2 separate regions of the Oryctolagus cuniculus genome follow, and region 1 is linked to region 2. A link is a contact called in public Micro-C data. All regions are on one chromosome and are shown on one strand. Each heading gives the region's core, a stretch centred on a gene start, on an enhancer-like site or on the middle of the called end of the contact. The rest is flanking DNA. Distances are from core to core; before and after follow the strand shown.

The links. A called contact is a pair of places that touch in the nucleus more often than the background predicts.
Region 1: a contact with region 2 is called in a Micro-C map of ear pinna, with 2.8 times the contacts expected there. The contact joins the promoter of MEF2A here to the enhancer-like site in region 2. A contact is called at or near these places in 2 of 6 Hi-C or Micro-C datasets (ear pinna and an unstated tissue).

What each region holds. Positions count from the first base shown.
Region 1 is chr12:9,276,972-9,279,671 of mOryCun1.1, forward strand. It overlaps MEF2A (myocyte enhancer factor 2A), which reads left to right and starts at 1,338. Exons shown (of 11, transcript XM_051822954.2): 1 at 1,338-1,487.
Region 2 is chr12:9,004,414-9,007,113 of mOryCun1.1, forward strand. LRRC28 (leucine rich repeat containing 28) reads left to right here. Exons shown (of 9, transcript XM_051822974.2): 3 at 1,896-1,936. Among named protein-coding and RNA genes, the nearest start is that of LRRC28, 20 kb to the left of the region's middle. Within about 2 kb of position 1,373, at least 2 of the 8 cell types and tissues checked have an H3K27ac peak or open chromatin away from gene starts, as enhancers often do. A contact at or near this core is called in ear pinna, where this site is marked.

The DNA.
Region 1 (2,700 bases), core at 88-2,587, 270 kb after region 2:
TTGAGGTGCAGGGAGCGCCGGGTGGGGAGAGAGGTGCTTCGTAAGGTGATGCAGACGCTCTCCCTGCCACGCTCTGGGCCCGGCGACCAGCCACACTGGGATGGGCAGGGGGTGGGCAGCCCGGGATGGCTCTCAGTGCCCCAGGAAGCTGCGGGGGAGCCCCCCAGGGGCACAGGCTGTTCTCCTAGGCCCTCCCCTCCCTCCAAGGCAGAGGCAGGTGGCAAGCAGGGCGGCGCTTCTTACTGTCGCTCGGCTCCGCGCCCTGAGGTTTGAAGAGAACCTATCCAACTCTCATTTTCCCGGAGTGCAGGCGCCAAATCCAGGAGACGGCGCAGCTTCTGGCTGGCTAAAAAGCACGCATCCCCACCTGACTTGGGATGCACACCAGGGTTCTATGTGTGCGCAAACCTCCCTGGGCCCCGGTGCTGGCTGCCCTGAAACACTGGGTTTTGAGCAGAGTCTGGTGTCGGTGCCGCCTTTGTGCTGGGCCCTCCCCAGCACATGGCTTTGTCGTCCTGGAGAGAGGAAGCCAGCGAGCCTCCGGCTTCCTTTGCAACTTCCCGGTTCCTCTTCCCCGCTGCCCACCCACCCCGTCCCTTCGTTTCTCAGTGCTGTGGGACTGGGCTTTGCCTCTTCATTGGAAAACAATCATTTGGCTCTGTGTCCACTGCTCAGGCACCTCTGGGCGCGGGTGCAGGCGGTGTGGCCCCGAAACGAGGACCGATAACTGCTCACCTCTTAAAGATCTCAATGGAACAAATCAGTAACCCCCCTCAAAACACCCAGGCGACTTCAACCACATTTCCAAACCTCTCTCTCCTAAAACTCGGGCCCGCAGCGCGGTTAGGAGTTCAAGTCCTCCGGGCGCCTCTCTCAAGAGCTGTGACCCTGACAGCTCACTTCAAGCCTCCCCTTCCCTGTCCTCAGCTGTAAAATGGGAACAGAAACTGGCTCTGCTCGCCCACGTCGTATCACCGGGGGCTTATCCTCTAGCTCAGCGCCGCGGGCACCCTAGGCACCCTGAGGAGTCAGGACAAGGGGAGCCCGGCTGGACGGGCGGAAAGGACCCCTGCACGTCCTGGGCTCCCCGGGGCTGGGGTCCCCCCGTGCTCGCCGAGCGCGCGCACAGGTGCGGCTCCGGGCACGGGGAGCGCGTGGGCGCGGCCGCCGCCAGCGGCCCCGACCGAGGGCGCGGCGCTGGCCCCGGCCCGGCCGCACTCCCGGACGCCGCCCGGCCCTGGACGCCGGCCGCGCGCCACCCGCGCCCCGCCCCCGACGCCCGGGGTTGGCTGCGCGCGGGCCACGCGCGGCGACCTGCCACGCGCCGCGTCACTAGCGCGGCTCCCGCGGGGCCGCCCCGCCCTGGGAGGCGCCCCGGCCTCGTCAAGTGACCGGCAGCCCTTCCAGGGGACCACGGTCGTTCGCAGGGAGGCGAGCCCCAGCCCGCAGCCCGGCGCCAAGCCGCCGTCATCTCCTTCCTGTGCCGGGTGAGCCGTCTCCTCAGCCACCCGGAAAACATAGTCCGCCCCTCACGTCCTTGTGCAAGAGCGACCGCTGCCAAAGAGCGTCCCTCTGGGCGCGGACCCTCGTCTTCCGCGCCGCAGGGCCCGCAGGACCTGCTCGGAGGCTGGGTCGGCCCTAAGACAGACACCTCCCCGGCGAGGCGAGGGGAGAGCGGCGGGCGAGCGCGCCGGGCCCGGCTGGCGGAGGGACACCGCGGCGGGGCGCAGTGCGCACGCGCGCCCGGGAACGAGTTCCGGTCTGGCCGAGGCCTGGCTCCTAAAAATAGCCCCGGTGTGGGGATCCGTGCGCGGATGTCCCGGCGAGTCCCGGGCTGAGGGAGGCGGCTCCGGGCGGCGCGGCGCGCTGGTGGCGGACCGGGGCTGCGGCGTGTGTGCGCCCGCCAGCTGCGCCGGGGACACGGTGAGGGCCGCGAGCGGCGGGGCCCCGTCCGCGGGGCCGTCCGCGCCAGAGGGGGCGGCGTCTCCGTGAAGGGGACCGGGCAGGGGTGAGGTGGGGGTGCTGCAGGGCGGGGGGCGGCGGGGCCGAGCAGGGGCGTCTGCGGGCGCCGGGGGCCGCCGGGACGAGCCCGAGCCCGGCAGGGAGGGGGCCGCGGCCGTGGGCACGCGGCGGCGCGGGGCGGCGCGGGGCGGCGGGGTCGGGGTCGGCGCGCAGGGGCGCGGCGCCGGTGCAGCCGGGGGCGCGGCGCCCCGCGGGCGGGCAGGCGGGCGGGCCCGGGGGTCTGGCGGGCGCCGCGGCCCGGGCGGACGGAGGCGCGGCCGCGCGGGGTCGTCGCGAGCCGCCACCTCGGGCCCGCGCCGCGCCTGGGGACGGGGGCCGGCGGTGGGCGCCGCCTCCCCGAAAGTTGACGGAGTTCCCCGGGGCGGGGGGCGCCGAGTTGGCGCGCTCGGCCGGCGGAGCGGGGTGGTGGTCGGGGCCGGGGCGGGACGCCGGGGCCGGGCTCGGCCGGTGCGCGGCTGTCAGCGGCGTCCAGGCGGGGGGCGGTGGTCGGGGCCGGGCTGCGGGGCGGGGGCGGTGGTCGGGGCGCTGCGGTGGTCGGGGCGCTGCGGGGCTGGGGGCGGTGGTCGGGGCGCTGCGGGACGGGGGGCGGTGGTCGGGGCGCTGCGGGACGGGGGGCGGTGGTCGGGGCCGGGGCGCTGCGGGGCGGGGGGCGGTGGTCGGGGCCGAGGCGTCCAGGCT
Region 2 (2,700 bases), core at 123-2,622:
TCTCTCTCTCACTGTCCACTCTGCCTGTCAAAAAAAAAAAAAAAGCATACATGCTTATTATTGAAAGTTCAAGTGACATGAGTAGGTAGAGAATAGGAATCCTCATCTTTTTCTTAATGACAATCACTATTACTGAAAACTACTTTTGTTACTGCAAATCGGAAACTCCGTGACCCTCGGTGCTTTTGCTGTTGACCTGCCTGTCTCCTGCAGGTGGGGGCCTCCTCAGCAGTGCAGTTAGAGCTGCAGCCAAATCGATCATCCCTGCGACTCCCTAAACACACCTCGTGCTCTTTGCTTTTTCCTAGGATGCCTGCTGGGCCTGGAGAGCAGCCAGAGCCAGCTCCCTCCACCCCACGTCAATTCTTAGAATTTACGGTGGCCTTCCAAACTGAGTCAGACCACGTGTCTTCTCAAAAGGCATTCGCAGTCCTTCGTTGTTGGTGTCTAGCTCATTGTATGTTGTGCGTGAATGTGGCTGACAAGAACCACAGCTCCTCAGAGTGCACCTTCACTCTTAGCCACTCATTCCTTTGTGTACTCGTAAACTTGAACTCTGTGTGTGTGTGTGTGTGTGTGTGTGTGTGTGTGTGTGAGAGAGAGAGAGAGAGAGAGAGAGAGAGAGAGAGAAAGAGAGAGAGAGAGATTGACAGATTGATTTTATATACAAAGGGACTTCAAAACTTGCATGGAAAAGTGGGATGAAAAGATATTGTAGGTGCCAGTGTTGTGGCACAGGAGGTCAGGCTGCAGCCTGCATCCCGTGTGAGCGCCAGTGAGTCCTGGCTGTTCCACTTCTAATCCAGCTCCCTGCTAATGCCCCTGGGAATGCAGTGGAAGATGGTCCAAGTATTTGGGGTCCTGCACCCATGTGAGAGACTCAGATGAAGTTCCTGACTCCTGGTTTCAGCCTGGCCCAGCCCCGGCTGTTGCAGCCATTTGAGGAGTGAGCCAGCAGATTGAAAACCTCTGTCTCTGTCTCTCCCTTGCTCTGCGATTCTGCCTTTCCAATAGATGACGTAAGTCTTAGAAAAGGTAGCGCAGTTCCTCAGTGCAAGGGAAGCTCCTTGTGCACACCGGCTGCCCGGGATGTTTACTGGAGGCTTCCTCACCCACAGCCTGCAGCACAGAGGGGCGTTCCCTCACCCTGGGCGGGCCAGTCTCTCAGGACTCCGATTTTGGATTTTGGACGAGGGACCCAGATTCCTGTTCGCTCCCCCTTCTCGGTGGCTGGTTTCCTGTCCCTGCCCCTCCTTGCCTCTGCTGTGCCCTCAGGACCGTGAGCAGGGAGACACACCCTTGTCCTGCGTGAGCTCAGCTTCCTCTGTTTATTCCCACTGGAGCTGGGCTGCGAATTTCCCTGACTTTCTCTTTGGGAGTTGGGGTGGGTGGGGCCTTGGTGTCTTAAGGCTGCCAGGAAGTATCGCCCCCTGCCCATGGAAACCCAGATGTGGTTTTGCTGCCTCCTTCTTGGAGCTGGGAGGAGACGCTGCTCACCCCTCCCCCACCTCCACCCCCCACCACCCCCCTCCCCCACCTCCACCCCCCACCACCCCCCCCACCTCCACCCCCCCACCCCCTGCCCCACTGTGGCCCTGGGGCTCCTTGCCCCTGTCTGGCTCTGTCCTCACATAGCGCTCTCCTCTCTGCGTCTGTTAAGACATTTTTATTTCTTCCATGGAAGAGGTTTCTGGGTTCTCTAAGGGACATTGATTTTGAATGTTTAAATGTGTAAGTTATAGTATGGTCTGTGTAAGCATAACCTGCAGGCAGGCTGGTTTATTATTTCTCAAGTTGTGTGCCCCACCAGAAGGTAATACTTTGTGCTTAAGCAAATTAGAAATGTTTATACATTTTTCAAAAATAAAATTTAATTCTGAGTTTTTAATTTTCAGCCAGAAAACCTTGCTCAGAAGCTTCCAAACCTTGTGGAACTGTGAGTCTGTTTATTCACATTTTTAAAAAAAAAAGACAAAAATGAAACTAAGTAATTTGAACTGTTAGGATGTGTCATTTTCATGTATTGATTTGTGACTTTTAGTAGTGCAGTCTTAGTGCTCAATTAGTGGACTTACAGAATTTTACCATGTGGATTGGGATTTTCTGTGTCTCACCCGGGGCAGTGAGGGTGAAAGGTGCATCTCTGGGGAGCTGCAGCTTTGCGGCAGAATTCCGGAAGGCCGTGCTTTGGGGAACTCTGTTACTGTTACTACTACGACTGCGCGTGGTGCTTGATGCCGACAGTGAACGGTTTTTTTCATCCTCCCACCGTTCGATTTGGTTCTTTTGAAGATTACTTCCATGATGCTAAGTTATGTTTACACCTTTGATTTTAAATTTTAGAAAAGCTTGGTTAGAGAGAGAGTTAGAAAGAGACGTCTCATCTGCTGATTGATTCCCCAAACACCCACAAGGACCGAGGCTGGACTGGGCCCAAAGCTGAGCGCCAGGAACTCAGTCCAGGTCTCAGGGTGGCAGGAACCCAACCATTCGCGCTATCTGTTGCCTCCCAAGGTCTGCATAAGCTCAAAGCTGAATGGAGAGCCAGGGCAGGCATGGGCCCAGGTGCTCTAACGTGGAATGCCGGCGACTTGACCGCCAGGCCCAGTGCTGACTCCACACCTTTGTGTTTTGGTTCATCAACGTTTCTTTAAAAGATTGATTGATTTGAAAGGCAGGGTTAGAGAGAGGGGGGTGGGG